3 separate regions of the Mus musculus genome follow, and all the other regions are linked to region 2. Evidence: chromatin contacts called from public HiChIP or PLAC-seq data. All regions are on one chromosome and are shown on one strand. The core of a region is the stretch at or near the end of the contact, and the rest is flanking DNA. Distances in the headings are between cores, read along the strand shown. Region 1 has its middle 12 kb from the start of Tnfsf11. Region 2 holds the start of Akap11 (A kinase (PRKA) anchor protein 11). Region 3 overlaps Tnfsf11 (tumor necrosis factor (ligand) superfamily, member 11).

What was found. HiChIP or PLAC-seq counts read pairs in DNA pulled down with a chosen protein or histone mark.
Region 1: an H3K4me3 HiChIP or PLAC-seq map of the SCID.adh cell line shows a contact between it and region 2, with 6 times the contacts expected there. The contact joins the enhancer-like site here to the promoter of Akap11 in region 2. A contact is called at or near these places in 2 of 115 datasets of contacts at active chromatin or transcription factors (the 230-238 cell line and the SCID.adh cell line).
Region 3: an H3K27ac HiChIP or PLAC-seq map of embryonic stem cells shows a contact between it and region 2, with 5 read pairs. The contact joins the enhancer-like site here to the promoter of Akap11 in region 2. A contact is called at or near these places in 3 of 39 promoter capture datasets (the 3T3-L1 cell line, hippocampal neurons and pre-B cells), 2 of 15 datasets of contacts at CTCF or cohesin (large pre-B cells and pro-B cells), 3 of 484 Hi-C or Micro-C datasets (B cells and embryonic stem cells), 4 of 115 datasets of contacts at active chromatin or transcription factors (embryonic stem cells and large pre-B cells) and 1 of 9 other capture datasets (embryonic stem cells).

The regions. Positions count from the first base shown.
Region 1 is chr14:78,318,310-78,321,009 of GRCm38.p6, reverse strand. No RefSeq gene overlaps it. Among named protein-coding and RNA genes, the nearest start is that of Tnfsf11, 12 kb to the right of the region's middle. Within about 2 kb of position 1,264, at least 18 of the 459 cell types and tissues checked have an H3K27ac peak or open chromatin away from gene starts, as enhancers often do. A contact at or near this core is called in the 230-238 cell line and the SCID.adh cell line, where this site is marked.
Region 2 is chr14:78,535,452-78,538,151 of GRCm38.p6, reverse strand. Akap11 (A kinase (PRKA) anchor protein 11) reads left to right here and starts at 1,292. Exons shown (of 12, transcript NM_001164503.1): 1 at 1,292-1,440.
Region 3 is chr14:78,288,525-78,291,224 of GRCm38.p6, reverse strand. The region is part of intron 2 of Tnfsf11 (tumor necrosis factor (ligand) superfamily, member 11); the gene reads left to right. Among named protein-coding and RNA genes, the nearest start is that of Tnfsf11, 18 kb to the left of the region's middle. Within about 2 kb of position 1,319, at least 27 of the 459 cell types and tissues checked have an H3K27ac peak or open chromatin away from gene starts, as enhancers often do. A contact at or near this core is called in embryonic stem cells and pro-B cells, where this site is marked.

The DNA.
Region 1 (2,700 bases), core at 15-2,514, 220 kb after region 2:
TGTCTCACCGGGTGGACCAGTCTGACCTAAAGCATTTGAACTTGGACTCCCCTTGCCTTGTTCTTCCTAGTGCAGGGTTTGCAGCTTCCACCGAGGCAGGTTAGCAAAGAACATAGATCATGTGTACTTTCCTGGTGGTCTTCCTTACTTCCGGTGCTGATGATAGCAGCAAAAATCCATCTGAAACTGCTCAGAGTGACCGGAAGCAGGATGATCCCTTGAGCTCAGGAATTCTGGGACATACTAAGACACCTAAAGAGATTCAGTTTCAAAAATATGATCAGGTTGAGTAAGGATGCTGTGGTGTGGCCATAGTGAGTATAGCAGCGAGATGAAGAGTGGTTGGAACAGCAGTACATATGTTAAGCAATGTTAGCTGGAGTTTCCATATATGTCCACTCACACTGAACTCAAAACAACTCGGCAGTACTAAACCAGAGCTCTCACCACTCAGGTCTGCTGGCACCATGGCTCTGTAGCCATCCTGTAGTGTTTTACCTTAGCTTTTCAAAGAATGAAACCCAGACCCAGAAATAGAGGTCACCTCTCCTGTTAGTGGCGCAGCTTGGATTTAATCACAGGATGTGAGACCACAAGGTCCCCGTTTTTAACTGCTTGGTTTTAGGGCAGGCTCCTAAAACTTTCACTCTGTCACGGAGCAGGAATAGATTCATGGTTAGACCAGTCCCTTCTACTCTGAAGTTTCCACGGAGGGCTTTTCTAAAATCCGAATCTTTTTTGATGGTTGAGAGCTGTGACTACAGAAAGAACGAAAGTTCTCTAACTAGACAGCCTCGATGAGACGTTTGCCCAGACCTTTGGTGCAGTTTGGTGTTGAGCAAAGCCCCATCTGAATAGAGGTCAGTTCTCTCTCTTTCCCAGGCTGGAAGAGCCGTGTTGCTGTGGAGCAGTGACCTGTGTGTCTGCTGTGATGGTGGCAGATGCCACACCTGTTACTTCTGCAACATGCCTGCTCAGAAATACCTCCCCACAAGCATTCCTATCTGGTTTAAAATTCAGGAGGCCTCTCTCTGCCACGTGTCAGGAACTTGACTGCTGGATGGTGCGGGGTACACATAATAAATAAGCAGACTCCGTGTCTTCAAGACTACACAGAAATGATTAGAGTCACTGAAACAAAGAAAGTGATAGAGGTGAAGTGAGTGAGAGAGGGACAAAGTGAAAGCATTGTTTAACTAAGTCTCTGTGTGTGCGGGAAGTGGGAAGGAGTTATGAGTAGGGACCTGAAGGCTGAATAGGAGGAGTCACCTCAGTAATGAAGCAGGAAAGATGTCACAGGCTCCTCCGACCTGCAGTCAGGACCTGGAGAGCCTGTGACTCCTCCTGGGTGTTCATCTCAGTAAAGGCAGTGACTTGGGTGACATCTTGGGTCTTTGGTCTTCCTCATCTTCTCACAACCAAACCCAGTGGCTTCTTTGACTAAATGGCTCTGAGGATTCTACTTCCACACCACTTCTGCCATTTACTGCTGGTCCTTGCCTGTATTTGGCAGTGGCCATATAACCAACTTCTCCTCCAGGCTTGCTCTGCCCATCATCTATGATCTTCCTCCACAAGCCTGTCCTCCACACTGCAGCTCGAACACCTTCTGAACCATGCAGCAAAACACACAGAGAGAACATTTTAAAGGCTTTGCACTGCCTCAGAAGAAAATCCAACTTTTTATCTGAAGAGACAAAGGCTTGTTTTTTCAGCATCCTGGTCTCTCCTCACACGTTCTATCCTCACACGCTGTGACACTAAACTTTCAGTTCCTTGAATACATCCTGTTTTGTTTCTTGGCCCCTATATTTTCCCACTTTGCTTAAATAATGATTACTCATCCCACAAGTCTTGTTTAAATATGGCTTCCTTCAACAAGTCTTTTATGGCCAAGGTTAAAAACTTCTCTTATGTGCTCCCAAGACATTTTGCTAATTATACTATACGGTAAGTGGCTGTCTGCTTGTGTGACAGTAGGGTAAAGTAGGAATGAGAGGGAGGGAGGGAGGGAGGGATAGAGAGAGAGAGAGAGGGGGGGGGGGGTTTCAAAGAATTCTATTAGCAAAAAGGAGGGCTGGGTAAGCAAAGCAAACCTGACCAAATGGGAAAATTACTTGAGAAGTGTTTTTCAGAGGAGCAGCTGGGGAAGGTGATATTTGTTGAGGTGCAGAGAGTGAAATTTTAATCCTTTTCTAAGAAGTCTAAAAGTTAGAAGCCATGGTAGTGGCTGTCTGTCCAGCAGCAGAGCTGAGACAAAGTGGCACACTGTGAAAACATAGTTTGTTTTCACTGACAACAGGACCAAGTGTATCCCAGGGACAAGTCGTGGGTGACCAGAAAGGAGACAGTCTGAGGACAAACGTCAAAGGGACCTGATCCAAGAAGGCACCTCATGAGGCAGGCTGGCTGGAAGAAAGCAAATGGGATGGGCATTACAGAAGCTGATTGGTGGGGGAAGTGCTTTAAGCACTCAGCTGGGGCTAGGCATCTTCAGTCATAAGTTTCCGGAGCGAAGCCTTCAAGGAGTCACTAAAAACCCCGATGAAGTAGTTAGTCTTGGACGTTTTTTACCAAACACAGAGATCATTCCCTCAAATGTTACTTTAATAGTCGAATCAAAACTCCTCCAGTTCTTTATCATTCCGTACTTAACCCTTCCTTCCACCACTTCCTCTCATCGTTCTCCCGTCGTGTAAC
Region 2 (2,700 bases), core at 43-2,542:
ATTGTCTTTTACCTGGACGAGTTCCTTGTTGTTTCAGCTTCCGTAAAATTCACTCTCTACAGGGAAGAGCTTACTAGTTTTTTGTTTTTTTTTTTAAACTAATTGTTATTGTTCCCCCCTTTAAGAGGTCAAAGCTTTTCATTGTAGACTAAACTCCCAGTTCTTTTCTTGGTTGATGAAGCAGTAAGGGATCTAGCCTCTATTATCATCCCAAGTTTATTTCTTGTTATTCAAATGTGCTAGATTAGATCCGGATTTGGGGCTTGTGAATTATTCTACTTTCTGCTAGCGATGTAGGGCTGCTATCCAAATCACTGCCTGAATCTTTCCTCCCACAAGGGCACCACCCCCAAGCAGTGGCCCAATTGTAACCACCACCATCAGATGATGATAATCTGCGAGTTAACACCTACAGATATCCACCCCCTCCCCCAACCCGGCCCCAGCTCTCAACAACCTAATCTATTTGTCTTCATAGTGTTCAATAGACAACCTGGAATTATGCCTAAAACGTGTAAGGAAAGCAGCCAAAAGCTGTTGAAGAGAACGAAGATATGACTGTACTCTTTCTTGTCTCTCTCCCCTAAAGAGGATAAAACAAATAAGGAGCATCTACTTCAAAATGTCCTTCTCATCTCTCGGCCAGTTTGAGGACCGTATGTCCTTGAGGAGACCATGCAACATGACTGCACCGATTCCTCTGATTTAAACAGGAATCACACAGCTTGTCACCCAAGGCTAGGCTTCTTGGTGGTCAAAGCCTTATTTTCCAATTTCAATGGCCCGTGGGGTTGGGAAGTGCACTGCCCTTTAGACTGACTCCAGAGGTTCCGATTGGGCCCAAGGCTTCCTCAGTGGTTTCCCCTGATGATGTTGGGAACCGGGCAGACCCATTCTGAAGGATGGGCTGTGTCTGGACCCCTGATGTCGTGGGCTGCCACTGGCTGTGGGAAACCAGCCCCAGGAAGGTCTAAGGGTGGCGGATGGGATGCCAGCATCCTGGGCTCGGGCGCTTGCCAGAGGAAAGGGTTAAGCCGTTCCCAAGGCAACGCACCAGGAAGCGCGCAAGACGTCAGCCGAGAGTTCGTAGGTCAGCTCGAGGTTTAAAGCTCCCACGGGCCGAGGGCCGCCTGGCCAATGGAGAGGGCGCCTCCGCGTCACGTGACGGGCGACCCGCAGCTTTGCCCTCCAGAGCACGTGGGAAGATATTTTCCCCCCACCCCTTGTTCCTTTTGCGCGGGCTCGGCCACGGGGTCGTTCTCGCGAGAGGTGCGACGGCTCTCGCGAGAGTGAGTGGGCGGCGTGGGGAGGCGGCGGCGGTGGCGTCGCGGGCTGGGGCGGGCGAGGGGGAGCGCCGCTGCGCTGCGGCTCGCGCCACCGGGCGTTGCGGGCCGTGACGGGAGGCTGACATGCCCGGGAGCTGAGAGGCTGTGCCGCCTGGTGAGCGGGGCAGGGAACCGGGAGCCAGAGGGCCGGGTCCAGACTGCGGCCGGGCGCCGTGGCCTCGCTGCGTGGGGCGCGGGCGGGAGGACGGTGCACTTTGTCCTCCGCAGCAGCATCCTTCCCTGTCAGCGTCCGAACCCAGGTCCCCGGCGCTGCCCTAACCCCAGATGCCGCTGTTTGCATCGCTGTCACGTCGCCTCCAGGCTGGCCAAGCATCCGAATTGCGCTATCAAATAGAAAATGGGCTGGCCAGACCACAGTGACAGTACAGTCTAAACCCCTGGTATAGCTTGGTGACAGTCCTTTAGCTCTGCCTACGGTCTTTAAAAAGAAAAGAAAAGAAAAAAAAACCCTATTAGTTGGAGGTGGCTTAGCTTTAGGCATTAAGGCATTTTGCGGTGAGCAATACTGCTGAGACACATCGCTAATGGCCTTGGCGCATACTGGAGTTAATATTCGCAGTTCTTTTATAGCCTTGTGATTATCCATTTGCTTCTAAATCGCTTGTTTTCCTTTGCATCTTTCTCACCTTGTTAGCAGTGTTATTTATATTGGTACTCAATTTTGTTATGTATGAAAATATATAAAATAAGGGCATCAGGAAAGATGGAGTATTTATTCATGCAAAGGTGATTTTGTTTTAATGTCTTTGTGTTTGCTTGGTGTGTGTGTGTGTATGTGTTGGTGTGTGTGCTGGTAAAAGGCAGCCTAGTATGATTGATGTCATTTTCAATAGTCCCACCTAATCTTTCAAACTATAGAAGCATTTTTTTCAAGGAATAACCTGGTTATTCATACTTGATTGTGTTTTCCAGGCAGGATTGTGAATCATAGGTTGGCAGTAAATTAAGCAATTAGTTGTGTAGTTAGTAACTGACTTATGAGGGATGAAGGGATATGAGGGAATTGGGGAAGACGTGGGTTTATAAGCTGAGCTGTGGCTAATGTAGATAGCTACAGAACTGCTCAACTGATCTGCCTGGAAAGGAATTGGCAGTATATACTCTGTGCCCAGTGATGTTTCTCAGTTGTTGAAGATTCTGAAGTTGGAGGCCCAGAACTGTAGTGAGAGATTTGCTAGCCTTCTCAAGCCTCTGAATTCCAGGGCTTCGTCAGGGAAACAGAAGAAAATCCTTTGGGAGAAAGGATGGTACATTTTATTTTAATTCCAAAGACTTAGTGTCTGGGAAAGGAACTCAGCCAATTCCGATCATAATGCAGCAGGTTGTGTAAAGGGAAATTTCCAGCTATAAATAG
Region 3 (2,700 bases), core at 70-2,569, 250 kb after region 2:
AGCTTTGTGCCTAAAGATGACTCACTGAAGGTACCACTAGGGCATTCTGGCTAGGTACAAGACCAAACCAGGAACGATACACCTTGCAAGTCAATGGGGAACCAAAACAGAAACAATATTCCTTGCATGTTAAGGGTTCTTTTTGCATTTAAGGCAGTTAAAAATAAGTTCCTGTTTGTCCTATGTTAAGCCCTTGCAAATTAAGGTTTCTATTTGTAATTAAGAATAGGTTTCTGTTGATAAGTTATTTCTCCGCTGGTCAAATGAGCCAATTCCAGCCAGATTAGATTATATTAAAGAAAGGTTTGTTGGGAAGCTACTCTTGGGCGAGTTCTCTGGCCCCTGGGAAGGAGGCCAGGGAAGTCGCCATTGGAAGAGAGAGAGGAGAGGGGGGAACTAAAGAGAGAAAGTGTGCATGAACAGAGAGAAGGGGAGAGAGAGAGAGAGAGAGAGAGAGAGAGAGAGAGAGAGAGAGAGAGAGAGAGAAGAGAGGGAGGAGAACAAAATGTGTGGATTATATAGAGAAGAGCCCCTAAGGGAAGGGCAGCCCAGCCCCTGGGCTGGAAAGTTCACGGTTGGGGGCAGAGTATGCCAGCTAGGGACTGAGGGATGCTGGGAGAACCTGGAGGCCAGGTCTGCTTTGGTGTGTAAGATAAGCATCTCAGTCCCTTGACCCAGGATCTGGAACCAAGCACCCATTTCTTAAATCTGATGTAAACTGCAACCCCGTGTACGTGATGTACACTGTACCCTCGTTCCATCCCTATCATTCTTTCTAACAATGTATATAATAGCCAACTCTCACCCCTGTGAACACCTTACCTCTTCTTAAAAAAAAAAAAAAAGGAATTTCATGAGGCCAGCAGGGGCTGCTCTCTTGAATCCTGAGACTTAGGGTGAGTCATCTGGCTGACGAGTTCGTGGTGCATCCCAAACTACAGCTTGCTTGCTTTAATTGGACAATCGTGGATTTGGTCTTTTCTCCTCAAGATTCTCAGGTTTAGCAAAAGGAGCAGCAGGTATCAATGGTGCCCATGAATGGGAAGCCAGGTTCTGGCACCCGGCACCATCAGAAGCAGCTCCACACAGTACTGCCGGCATCTACCCACAGTGCTGCCAGCATCCTTGAGGGAGGAGGTGGCCCACAGGGGAGGAAGAGCTATGAAGCCAGGCAGTCAGCTCAGTTAACAGCTTATTGCTTTCTCTACACCCAAAGACTTCAGATAGCAAGTGTTCCAGTTTTCCCCTTGACCAAAACAGTTTCTAAGTCTTAAGATGTGGAAGGACAGTGGGATACGCCTTGCAAAATTCCTATCTCCTAATCGTGTACTTGGTTGCTTTGGCAACCAGCTCCCATCCCTTGAGTTATCTCATTGGCATGAATAGGTCTGGTTGAAAAAGGTTTATGAATAACAGAAGATGCTCCTATCCCCCCTCTCCCTCCCTCCCTTCCTCCCTCCTTCTCTCTCTCTCTCCCTCTCCCTCTTCCTCCTCGTCCTCGTCCTCCTCGTCCTCCTCGTCCTCGTCGTCCTCCTCCTCTTTCTTCTTCTTCTCTCTGTCTCTCTGTGTCTCTCTGTCTCTCTCTCTCCCTCCTCCTCCTCCTTCTCTCTCTCTCTCTGTCTCTCTCTGTCTCTCTGTCTCTGTCTGTCTGTCTGTCTGTCTGTCTCTCCCTCTATCTATCTTGCAATATCACAGAGGCCCAGTCGTGAGGGGGCCTTATAAACCTTAGGACTGTACTTGTTCCTGAAGTCACCAAGTGATTTCAAGAAGAGGAGGGACAAGTTCCCCTTGTACTTAAGATGCTTTTTCCTGCCACCATCCATGCATCTGTCTGTGGCACAAAGACTGTGAGATTAGGTAGGAAGAGGCAATTGTCTTCCTGAGGAGTGATGGGATCTTGATGCTGCAGCCTGGGCCCGGGAGGAGGAGATAGGATTTCTGAGCTATTTACCAAGTAGAAGTCCACAGGACTTCCCAGCAGGAGTGGGAAATGGACTATTCATTTCCAGAAAGAGCCGGGAGTGTGGCATTCAAGTGCTAACTGGCTGATGAATGCACTATTCTTGTAACTAGGTTGGAGAAGAATTACATGAAGGGTATCATTAAGATGTTAAAATGAATGCATTACATATGTTAACAAGTGTATGAACCCTGTATTATATCTGGCAAGCGGGGTGTTAAATCCTTGTTCAACCAGCCAGATGTCCCTGCAGCTGCTGTGGTATTGCAGAGGGAGGCAGCCACCTGAGACCCTTGCTACTGACTGCTGCGATAGTGTCTAGTGTCGGGAGCATCTGGCTGTACAAATTGCTTCTCCCGTGATTTGATTGACAGGTACCAATGGATCACGTGATTCCTATCACAGTCCAAATGGGATTTCAGACTGATAAACCCAGACTCCAATAACTTGACCTTTTACATGGAACCTAGGCAGCTGGGACATATATTTTTATTATTTAGAAGGATGGTATCCAGATTGCAGTCAAACAAACATAAAACCAATTTAATCTTATATACTCGGGGTCTTGTTCCTAGTAGTTAGTTATTTGGCAGTTTGTAAAGGCGGTTTAGAAATTGGTTGGAAGTGTTGAAATCCCTAGAGCCAGCCAAGGACTTTCAAGTACAACTCAGAGTTTGGTATTTATTCTTACCAGTGTGGCCTCCCATAAGTGGGCCCAACTTCTCAAGATGAGCAGCTAT